Regions from separate parts of the Ovis aries genome. Here region 1 is linked to region 2. A link is a contact called in public Hi-C data. All regions are on one chromosome and are shown on one strand. Each heading gives the region's core, a stretch centred on a gene start, on an enhancer-like site or on the middle of the called end of the contact. The rest is flanking DNA. Distances are from core to core; before and after follow the strand shown. Region 1 holds the start of WDFY3 (WD repeat and FYVE domain containing 3). Region 2 overlaps WDFY3 (WD repeat and FYVE domain containing 3).

What was found. A called contact is a pair of places that touch in the nucleus more often than the background predicts.
Region 1: a contact with region 2 is called in a Hi-C map of hypothalamus, with 4 times the contacts expected there. The contact joins the promoter of WDFY3 here to the enhancer-like site in region 2. A contact is called at or near these places in 5 of 16 Hi-C or Micro-C datasets (hypothalamus, muscle, retroperitoneal adipose tissue and 2 more).

The regions. Positions count from the first base shown.
Region 1 is chr6:100,466,360-100,472,669 of ARS-UI_Ramb_v3.0, forward strand. It overlaps WDFY3 (WD repeat and FYVE domain containing 3), which reads right to left and starts at 3,593. Exons shown (of 67, transcript XM_060417387.1): 1 at 3,100-3,593.
Region 2 is chr6:100,262,249-100,267,916 of ARS-UI_Ramb_v3.0, forward strand. The region is part of intron 36 of WDFY3 (WD repeat and FYVE domain containing 3); the gene reads right to left. Among named protein-coding and RNA genes, the nearest start is that of CDS1, 170 kb to the left of the region's middle. Within about 2 kb of position 1,288, at least 14 of the 54 cell types and tissues checked have an H3K27ac peak or open chromatin away from gene starts, as enhancers often do. A contact at or near this core is called in hypothalamus, where this site is marked.

The sequences.
Region 1 (6,310 bases), core at 2,343-4,842, 210 kb after region 2:
CAAAGTATTGCGATAAATGAAAGACATCAAGACTACATACTGTATGATTTCATTTCTGTTATATAGACATAAATTTCTTGTCTACAAAGACAAGATAACAGGGATATTACTTAGATTAACAATTAGCAGGGGCTAGAGGTAGAGGGCGGAGAAGGTAATGGCAACCCACTCCAGTACTCTTGCCTGGAAAATCCCATGGACAGAGGAGCCTGGTGGGCTGCCGTCTACGGGGTCGCACAGCGTCGGACACGACTGAAGCGACTTAGCAGCAGCGGCAGAGGCAGAGGGACCCACTCCAGTCTTCTTGCCTGGAGAAGCCCAGGGACGGCGGAGCCTGGTGGGCTGCCATCTATGGGGTCCCACAGAGTCGGACACGACTGAAGTGACTTAGCATCAGCAGAGGCAGAGGGAAAGGATTCACTACAAAGGGGCAGGGGAGAACTGCTTGGAGTGATAGAAATGTTTCATATGTTGATTGTGGTGGTGATGAGCCAACTGTATATGTCTGCCAAGACTTTTCACCACATATAAATTAATCTCAAAAACCTGCCTACAAAAAAAATGTAGGAATAGGAGTTATTTATCTATTAATCCTTTAATGGATGACAAATGATACAAAGGAAGAACTGGAAACTAATCTGTTGAAATATCAAGAAGGCAGATTTTAACTCACATAAACAGAAAAAATACTTCAAAACATTTTTGAAAACGTGAACTTGTGGTCACAGGAAGTATTAAAAACAGAGTCTGGATAATCCTGCCAAAGACACAGTAGAAATGGCCCTACTTTGAGTGTCATTTCAGACTAGTACTATTAAGAGAGGTTAGTATCACTAAGGTCTCTTCCTACGCAGAGTCAGAGGCTCTAAAACTGCATAGTATTTTGTGTTATGATAACAGCAGATCCACTTTTCTATGGTAGTCAAGCATCAAATACTAATTTTAACATCAAGCAAATGCTATCATTGACATAGAGAGGAGTACAGCCTTATTATTAGGAGTGCTGGCTCTGGTGTTATAGTCTGGGCTGAACTGTTGGCCCACCAGTTGGCTGTCACTTTGATTGAACAAGCATCTCTCAGTATCTATTTCCACATCTGTAAAATGGGATCAACATTTTCCTAAGGCTTCAGTAAGAATGCAGGAAAAAAGACTTCTATGAGCTAAATCCTCAATAACAAGCATTTCTTAGACATAACTGGAAGGGAAAGATAACAAATGATCAAATCTAATCCTAAGATTTTTAATTTTCCAAATACAGATTTATTCTTTAATTATATATCCAGTGGCTTATAATTTTTTGCAGAGCCAGATCTTTTTGAAAATGTGTTGACTCTGGACTCTTTACCCAGGAAAAAATGCAAATATATGCTACATTCTGCATATGATTTCCAAGGATTCAAGGACTTTCTAGAGCACATGCATGAAATTGAAAATGCCTGATGTAAACTCTTAAAATTGCAACGCTGAGTAGTGGAATTTAAGAATCGTCAAAGGAGAGAACCCAAATAATACTGAAATAGTACACTGTCATTAACTCTTAAAAAAGAAAGAAAAAGATTCTGCAAGTAAGACCAGAACATCATGTTTGTAATTCATATCTCCTTTTTACAGAAATTTTAAACTAGAAGCATAACATTTTTTACATGAATCAATATAAACTCGTAAAAAGACACTAGTAGTAGAAACCTACCAGCAGAAGAATGAAAGGTTCCAAGCATTAACATGCACCACTGATGTTCAAATACTGTAGGAAGGGTTCCCAAATCAATCTAATACAATACGTATTTTTAAATATCTTTTAGAGAAATCAAACTAATTCCTATGCTTAGAGTCCCATGTTCACGTTAAAGTTTTATTTTCAAATCAGATTTATATTTTTCTTGACCTAAGCACTACTAGCACATCAAGCTTTTTTTTGTTTTTTAATCAACATATTTTTGGTCCTGTTTTATGTTGTTTGTCACAGCGTCTGATGGTGGAAACTGTTCCAAACCTGCTATCAAGTAATTTCAACCTGGAAATCTGCTGCTATCTCAACGCAAAAGGTTTTTTTTTCTTTCTTTCTTTTTTTAATTGTTTGGTTTTCAGACAACAGAAGCCACTTGGCACTAACCAACTCATGCCCATCACGGAACAAAAAATAGTTTTTCGTATGCAGCAGCACCATTTTCCCACAGGAAACAACCATTTTTAAGGCACTGGAAGTACAGACAAGGGTTCACATATAGTAAACATCCTTTCAATCGGTTTTATCAGATTATTTCAGAAAAAGGAAAACCTAATAGCGTGGATTTCGGAATTCAATGAAAAAAAAAAAAAAATCAATGAAACGCTGCCCCTGAAGATCAAACACTGACCAGGTCTGCTAAATGGCTTTTGGTCGAAAAGGTCACAACTGCTATTTAAAGCCCACCGTAACCGTGAATGTTTGCGATGCCACTGCATCCCCGGTACAAGAGGAAAAAAAAAAAGGCAAACACGCTCCGCGGGAGCATCTCCAGTTGCTTGCACAAACGAAGATTTCCAGCACAGGGCGTGGGGGTTTGGCGGGGGGGGGGGGGGGGAGCAGGGCTGGAAAATAAGCCAGGAGAGGCCCGCAGCCTCGGAGACAGCGCCCGAGGGATGGAGGCCTCGCCCGGCAGTGCCCGGGGCGGGGGGGGAGGGGGGTGGGCTCCGCGAGCTGAGACCCCGCGGGGTCTGGCGGAGGGGCGCCGGATCGGTCCCGGATCCCTGGACCGCCAGGTTACGCCCCCACTGCTTAAACGCGGTAACGTCCGGGCTTCGCCTCCCCCACCCCCCGAAACACCCCCAGCATCGCTCCCCACCGCCCGCAGCCCTTGACCCCGACGCCGACAGGACCACGACGGCGCCCTCTCCAGGCCGCGGTGGAGGACACAGGCCAGGCCGCCAGCCCCGCAGCGGCGGCGGCGGCCCCGGGGCAGCGCGATCCCGGGGGAGGATGGCAGCTGGGCCGCGGCCTGTCCCCCCCCCCCGCCCCCAGGGGCAGCGTGCGCAGGGCCGCGAGTGGGCAGCGCCTCCGCCCCGCACGAACAAAGCGGCCGCGGCGCGCGGGGCGGGGGGCCGGGGGGCACTCACCGGACGGCGGGTGGGCGCGGGCTGGCCCGGCCGGGAGCGGGGACCGTGGCGGGCCGGGGGGCGCGCTGGCGACGGGGAGGGGGCGGCGGGCGCGGCGTCCACGGAGGGGCCCGGGAGCCCCACGGCGCGGGGGGAAGATGGGGCTGCGGGCCGCGATCGAGGCTGCGGCCGCGGGGTGCGGGAGCCGGTCGGCCGGGGCCGTGCAGCGAGCGGCGCTAGGCGGCCGGGGCAGCGACGCCGCCGCCACCGCCTCCTCTGCCTTCTCCTGCCCCACTCCCTGCTCCCCCGCGTCGTCCTCCTCCTCCTCGCTGGGTCCCCGCCGCCGCCGCCGCCGCCGCCTCAGCCTCGGCGCTTCTCGGGCTTCTTCTCTCCATCAAGGCCGGGCCGCCCCGCAGGGACCATCCCGGGAAGTGAGGGGCTGCTGCCGTTCCCCGCAGCGGTTGGTGGCCATCTTTAATCCTCCTCCTTTCTCCACCTCCCGCTGCTGCCTGACTGACTGACTGACTCTGGATCCTCCTCTTTCCCCTCCTGCTCCTCCTACTGAGCCGGCCGCAGAAATTGCAGCGGCTCCTTCCTCTGAACCCTCCTGCCTTTCCTTCCTCTTTCCCGACTTCCTTCCCTTCCCTCGGCTTCCCGCTTTCCCCCTCCTCACTCTGACCAGCTGGCTTCGTCTCCCCCTTTTGCTGGCAGCGGGCGCTCGACTCTCTCAGCCTGACTTTGCCCTCCCCCCTCTTTTTCACTCTGGTCCCTCTCCCCTCAGCCTTCCCTCTCCAGAGGCACACACCCCAGCTTCCTTCCTTCCCCACGTCCTGCCCGCAGCCAGCGACTCCCGTTCCCCTCTCGCAGCCCCTGCCCCTCGCCGGCGGTGCGCTCCCTCCCCACCTCCCGCCTCGGTCCCAATTTCTCAAAAAGACTCAGCTGAGAAAGGACAGCTGGGCGCTGCTCTCCTTAACCCTACACCCATTTGCTGGATGCTGTCAGACGGACGGCAGGCTGCGTTAATTTTACTCCCGCTGGAGTACAAAAGGACTGCCCACGCTAAGCTGTTTTACTAGGCAGCTTTGAAACTCCTGGAGGCTGTGGTGTTTGGGCTTCGACCCCGTAGAGGACAGAGGAATTCAAGACCCCCATCTCAGTTGCCTTCCTTCAGTGACCTTGAACTGGTCGCCTTAAGATTTTAGGGTTATTTTTCCCCTTCCTCTAAAGGGCATCATGGATACCTTTGCAGTCCTAACATACACAGTGTTTAGACCCAATTAGCACGTTTTGGTAAACCTTAGAACTGCTAAGCGATTATCAGTTTGCCCCTCTGTGTTTGGTTGCTAATCAACCCAGTGGACAGTGTGGGGCATACTTTACTGGCAGTGGAGACAAACTGAGTCAGCAATTCTGAGTGGACAGGCTTAGAGGGGGGAAGTGGTCACCTCATCGTTCTAATGACAAACTTGTTTTTCCTAACACTGCAATCTACAGAAGCTTGTGAATTTCCTCTACTAAAGATGAAGCAAGCTGGACTTGCTGTTTGCTTCTGTTTAGCCACTTGGCATTTGGCAAATTGGACCCATTTGTAAGGATTCACTCACAGATTACTTCAAGATTCAGCACTGTTGACAAATACAAGGGATATTAAATGTGAGCACTTGGGGGTGGGGGTGGGGGTGGGGTCACAGTGCCTATCCAAAAAAAAAAAAAGCACCTTGCCCTTTCCCAATAAGAGGATGAGGTGTATTCAAAGGTTATTCCCTTCAATAGGCCAATTACAGGGGAAAATGTTTTTAAATATAGTTTTATAATTTAAAGTGATTTTTAAAAATTCAAATGTCACGTTATTATAAAAATGTGTTTCAAACTGAAAAGACGGTGCCAAAACAAATCTAAAAATAAATTTTAATAAAAAATATTGGTATGCTTTGGGAGGTGGAGTTCTAATCTTCCTTGATCTTTACAGAGTAACTGGTACCTTGTTAGATTTCAGATTTCAGTTGCCATCTTTCAGTACTAGTAATTCTCCTATTTGAAATCAACAACGTGTATAAGCATGTAAAACTTTTAAACCCAAGTAAAGTCTTTGAGACATCTTCCCATAATACAGTTTAGAATAAATTATTGAAAACAAAGCACCTACATTTTGTAAGGTGATATGTGTATGTGTGTGTTTTCTTTTTTGGTCTTTAGGTGTTTATTTAGATTTTGTGTTTCTCCAGTCTATTACTAGACAAAATTACTACAAAATTCTTGATTATTTCCTTATGAGTGACTGTTTTTAGACAATAAAATGGATAACATGAACATTGATTAAGAAAGACAGTTGTCTTAAACATGAGACCTGCATGCATTTTAAAAGGATTTTCAGTTATATAGAAGGTTTCAGGGAACTTATCAGATTTTATTCACACTGATAAGTTACATTCATTTACACTTCAATTATAAGCATTTTTCTGTTGAAGAAAATACACGGCAATGATGTGTATGGATAGTATACAAATACACCCCTTGTTAATGTCTTACAAACAAAATCTCACGAAGGTTTTTCACTGATAGAAAATAAATACTGACAGATAAAATCTTGAAAAAAGTGATAAAAATGTAGCAAGTTTTCTCCACTTTTACTGAAGCCATATAAACATAAGCTCTGAATTAACGGGGATAGTGCCCAGGAAAAATCAGGCCCTTCATATTTACTATTTTGCAGCTCTGTTTCAAATCCGTCATCATTACAGCCCTTACCTTCTTTAGTCTTTGTTGCTGGCTAATAGTTTCTCTGTCATCTTAGGGTTTGGTAACAAAAAAAAAAAGGTCAGATCAGGTTCTCCGGCAACATGGCTATTGTTGCACATGTATTCACTCTCAGATAAACTCAAGGTCTTCTATAAAACAAAGAATTGTATTAAAGTCAGGGAAACCCTTTGTGCAGAGGCCAGATGGAAGGAGATCGAGGCATGTGCAGCAAAGTCCTCTGGGAATAGAGCAAACACGAAGGGCTATTTCTAAGCAGAGGCTGGTCCCCGACTTACTATTCATGAATAAAGTGATTGTGGAGAATCGTAATCAAGAGGATATCTGTGACAAATAAGACCCATATTTGTTTTTTACATGATTGAGAATTCTACGAACATGAATAACCAAAGCGTAACTTTGGCTGATGCAAAAGTAAGAAGAGGAAAATGAAAAATAGTAGAATTTTGGAAAATTGTTAGAATAAATAATGGGT
Region 2 (5,668 bases), core at 38-2,537:
TTTTAATACCCCTGAAGTCAGCAATACTTATTCAGGATTATAATCAACTCAATGTGGCTAATGAGAAAGTAAGAGTGAGTAGGGTTTATATAGCCTTAATTAACAAGAGAAAGTTTTGGAGTCTGTAAAACAGGGAACATAGTACAAAGAGAAGTAGCTAGATCTGTCAACAACATTTATTTTTACTTCATTAAACAGTATTCTATAAGGATTTAAGGCTGGCTCAGGAGAATCTCAGGGACGGAGAAGCCTGGTAGTCTGCGGTCCATGGGGTCGCTAAGAGTCAGACATGACTGAGCAACTTCACTTTCACTTTTCACTTTCACGCACTGGAGAAGGAAATGGCAACCCATTCCAGTGTTCTTGCCTGAAGAATCCCAGGGACGGGGGAGCTTGGTGGGCTGCTGTCTATGGGGTCGCACAGAGTCGGACACGACTGCAGCGACTTAACAGCAGCAGCAGTTACCACTAGGACTTCCCAGGTGGCGCTAGTGGAAAAGAATCCGCCTGCCAATGCAGGAGACATAAGAGGTACGGGTTCCATCCCCAGGTCTGAAGGGAGGATCCAACCCTGGAGGAAGAAACGCTAACCCACTCCAGGATTCTTGCCTGTAAGGACAGAGGAGCTTAGCGGGCTACAGTCCATGGGCCACAAAGAGTTGAACACAGGTGAGCAACTGAGAACAATCACCAAAAGGTATTTAATTGTCTGCTCACTGAAGCTGTGTCATGAGTGATCATGACCCAGAATTAACTCTGTTCTTAGCTCTAACCTCCAAGCTCGAATGTTCTTGCTGAGGCTCACAGCGGGCTAACTTTGAAAGGACTTAAGACTTTGTGAGTGCATGCATAGTTCTCTCCATTTTTTTTTAAACAATTCACTGAACACAATTATGTGCCAGACACTGCTGAGTTTTATGTACCTTATCTCATTCTGCAAAATACCCTTTTGAAGTAGATACTATCATCTCCACTTTTGAGATGAGGTAACTAAGGCTTAGAGTGGTTAAGTCAGTTGGTCAAGTCAAAACTAGGTTTCAAAGCTCAGTTTCTTTGATGCCAAAGTTCACTGCTTTACTTGCCCTACTCTTCCAGCCCTACTGAAAATTTCCAAATTGAAGTTAACAGATGTACAACAAGAGCAACTCTGCTATGATCTCTCTGTCGTGGTTTTCCAGATAAGCCTGGTTGGCTCACCAGACAACCAGGATGAGTTCAGCCCAGAACGAAGGGAGGATAAGCACTGTGGTATGCTCTGGCCTCTGGCTGTCAGATCTATCTTCCCAGAGGAAATGAAAAGCCAGCCAATAACATCTGTCTTCAAAGAATCAAAGCGCCCTTTCTGAGGCCTGGGGATGCCAGGCAGAATCTTCCGGGACACAGGCCAGACAGCCGACATGCGTCTGCAGCCCACAGCCGAGAGCACTGTGGCCTGGGGAGGAAGGCCTTGAGTGCACTCCTCAAGGCCTTGTCTCTGCAGGCCTGTCTCTGTAATGGGACGAGCCATCAGAGAAGAGGGTCTTGAGCTTTGTCATCCTGATCGCAGTGCTCCTCTTCACGGGCTTCCCTTCTCCCAGGTATTTTATAACAGTGCCTGCCCACTTTTCTACTTCGCTGGGGGATAGGGGTGGGGGGTGGGGCTTGTTTATTGCTCTGCAGTCACATGGCTTTCACTCTGATGTGAATGGGGAGGTCTTGAAGAAGATGGCAGGAGCAGGAAGCAGTGAACCCCTCCGCTTCACCCTTTCTTTCTTCTAGGTCTCTGTGGGTACCTTATGACTGTTCTCAGGTACTTTCCTCCCATGACCACATGCAACAAATCCATGTGGCCCTCCATGAGACCTGGTTGTTTGGACAATAAAGAATCTGTCTGTAATGCCCAAGGCTCGAGTTTGATCCCTGGATCAGGAAGATCCCCTGGAGGAGGGCATGGCAAGGCACTCCAGTATTCTTGCCTGGAGAATTCCAAGGATAGAGGAGCCTGGCGGGCTACCATCCATGGGGTTGCAAAAGAGTTGGACGCGACTGAGCGACTCACATTTCCACTTTCTCCATGAGATGCCTGGTGGTGACGACAGGGACACTGGGGAAGACAAGCCAGGGAAAAGCAGCTAGAGGTCCAGGTACAAGACAGGCCACTTGGTTTCTGAGTAAGTCTTATGTGCCAGGTGCTATGTCATGAATCTTAAACAGATCATCTTAATTAATTCTCATGATGGTCCTCAGAGACAGATTCTATTTTTATATTCTTTTTGTGTGTTCCAACCAAACTTTATTTATAAAGGCAGGCTAGATTTGACCCACGGGATACAGCTTGCAGATTAGGAGGTGCTTCCTAAATGTGCACAAATCACCTGGGAATCTCGTATACCATTTTAAAGGTGGGGAACTAGAAGGGATGAAGAGAACTGAGCCGAGTCAAGGTTACACAGCTAAAAGCAGCATGTTTAATTTCTCAAAATAGTTTTGCTGGGTGATTTACCTATTATTTGTTTAACTCTCACAGAAATCACCTAGGGGAGATAGCATATAATATCATTCTTCAGAGAATGAATTTGGCTCGGTGAGATTAAAATGTTTATATAATAAACATCAGGGCCAGAATTCAAACCAGGCTTTGCTACAACAGCACAATGCCTCCCTTGTATTTGACCTGACTCACACTGTGGCCAGTCTAGATGAATGCAGATCTTTCATTTTTCTAGACTGCTAGTAAAGATAATGTCACACATTCTTCTGTAGATGTAGTGAAATAAGCAGATACTCTTGTGATAAAATCCCAAATAATCTGAAGACTGAAAATAGTCTGGCATGAGCATATCAGACTGAAAATCAGTTGGTTCAAACCCCTTCTTCCATGAAGGTAAATGGCAAGTGTATAGTATAATTCTCTTCTTGAGCTTCTTCAGAGATAGACTTCACAATCATAACATTAAAAATCATATGACTGTAACTTACTTTTTCACACTACAGGAAAACAGGGAGTGCAATATCCTTTTCACTATTTTTTGTTCTGTGTGTGTTAGATTTGAAGCATAAATTTTAAGAAGTATAATTTTTTTCTCTGTAAAGGTCTTATGCTTTTTTTAAAAGAAAATATTTATTTATTTGGCGGCACCAGGTCTTAGTTGTGGCATACAGGATCTAGTTCTATGTGTGACCAAGTCAAACCTGGGTCCCCTGCATTAGGAATACAGAATTTTCGCCACTAGACCACCGGGAAGTCCCTAAAAGCATGTATTTTTAAAAGCAAATTTATATATCTTTTATTAGATAGTATCATGTCTTGTTTGGGAAAGGCCAGGGATGCAGTTATAGTTAAATGATTCAAAATTACTTTAAGAACATGTCAAGACACTGAGCTAATTTTGTGAGAGATAAAAGGACGCATGAAAGTTGGTCCCTAACTTTAAGGATCTATTTGGGAAATTCAATCTTGACACTCTCTGGTTCTTCCTAAAACATCATCCTACAACCTCTGACACCCTAATGCAATCAGATACAATTACACTATAGGGCAAATTAGTAACCACAATAATGAGAATGTTACCTCGAAGTTAATACATGCCATCTCAAGCTTTCCTCACTGAAAAATACAGAAAAACTAAAATAAGAGACAATTATATAATTTATCAACTGATAGTTAGGTATTAGGATTCCTACAAGACTGATATACAGAGTACATCATAGAAAGGCTGGGCTGGATGAAGCACAAGCTAGAATCAAGATTGCTGGGAGAAATATCAATAACCTCAGATATGCAGTTGACACCACCCTTATGGCAAAAAGTGAAGAAGAACTCAAGAGCCTCTTGATGAAAGTGAAAGAGGAGAGTGAAGAAGTTGGCTTAAAGCTCAACATTCAGAAAACTAAGATCATGGCATCCGGTCCCATCACTACATGGCAAATACATGGGGAAACAGTGGAAACTGGATGATTTTATTTTGGGGGGATCCAAAATCACTGCAGATGGTGACTGCAGCCATGAAATTAAAAGATGCTTACTTCTTGGAAGGAAAGTTATGACCAACCTAAACAGCATATTAAAAAGCAGAGACATTACTTGGCTGACTGAAGAATTGATGCTTTTGAACTGTAGTGTTGGAGAAGACTCTTGAGAGTCCCTTGGACTGCAAGGAGATCCAACCAGGCCATCCTAAAGGAAATCAGTCATGAATATTCATTGGAAGGACTGACGCTGAAGCTGAAACTCCAATACTTTGGCCACCTGATGCAAAGAGCTGACTCATTTGAAAAGACCCTGATGCTGGGAAAAATTGAGGCCAGGAGGAGAAGGGGACAACAGAGGATGAGATGGTTGGATGGCATCACCGACTCAATGGACATGAGTTTGGGTAAGCTCTGGGAGTTGGTGATGGACAGGGAGGCCTGGCATGCTGCAGTTCATGGGTTTACAAAAAGTTGGATGTGACTGAGTGACTGAACTGAACTGATAAGACTGACAGTGTTATTACTGGATATATGCACTTACCCCATTTCTTCTACGTATGTGTATCTTATTTTTTGGCTCAGTTATGCTTTCTTATACCTCTTCTGAACTTTATTCTGTTATTTCATGATAAACATTTTATTTTGCATAAAATGCTTCACATTCTCACCCCAGGCACTAAAATACTAGCCATCTTTTTTCTTATTTTTAGTTTCCAAAGAGGACAAGTTCTACCAGGCATGCTTGTCCACATGAATTATTGATGAAATCAATTATTTTCCTGCCAATATTAAACACTGTGGTCCTGGTTAAAATGCTTAGCATGACTGTTATCTAAATTATACTAGTGATTTCTTTTAATAGATCAAGCTGAGATATTTCTACATGAATAAGATAAAACATCTGCTGGAGTTTTAAGGTTTCAAATAAAAAATTAACTGTTTTCTCTTCACCACTAGAGGGAGAAGAGAAAGTGCAGGGTCAGTTGTCAAACAACTGTCAAGCAGCATGCAGGAAGTTTTTCAGAGAGAAAAGCAGTTAGTCTTTTGCACTGAAATCTTTCACGAAACACTATTTTCAGAGCCCTTGCATGTACTGCTTGACCCTGTTTAATATGCGCTGGCCAAAAGAATGAATGAATAAGCAACTAAATATATCTTAGATTCCCTTCCCTTAGATTCCCTGATTTTTAAATTTCTCTTTGAGATTTTCCTATATGAACATTTGGTTTTCAGGGATGGTCAACTTCTAGAGCCAGCAGTGTGGCCACTTAGGGTTTGTTTTCTGAAACATCAGCTAATTCTTATCAAGAGAAAGAGCAAGCGCAAGGACTAAACGTTTGTGTCCCCTCCCCTCAAATTCGTAAGTTACACCCTAACCCTCAATGTGTGGATATTATAAGGCAGGGCTTTCTGGAGGTAATTAGGTTTAGATGAGCCACGATGCATGCACGCTTAGTTGCTAAGTCATGTCTGACTCTTTTGTGACCCCATGGACTGTAACCCTTCAGGCTCCTCTGTCCATGGGGATTCTCCAGGCAAAAATACTGGAGTGGGTTGCCATTTCCTTCTCCATGGGATCTTCCAGACTCAGGGAGTGAACCCACGTCTCCTGTGTCTCTTGCATTGCCAGGCAGATTCTTTACCACTGAGCCACCGGGAAAGCCCTGAGAAACCACCCGGGAAGCTCTGGGAAGGCCATGAGGGTGGATCCCCCATG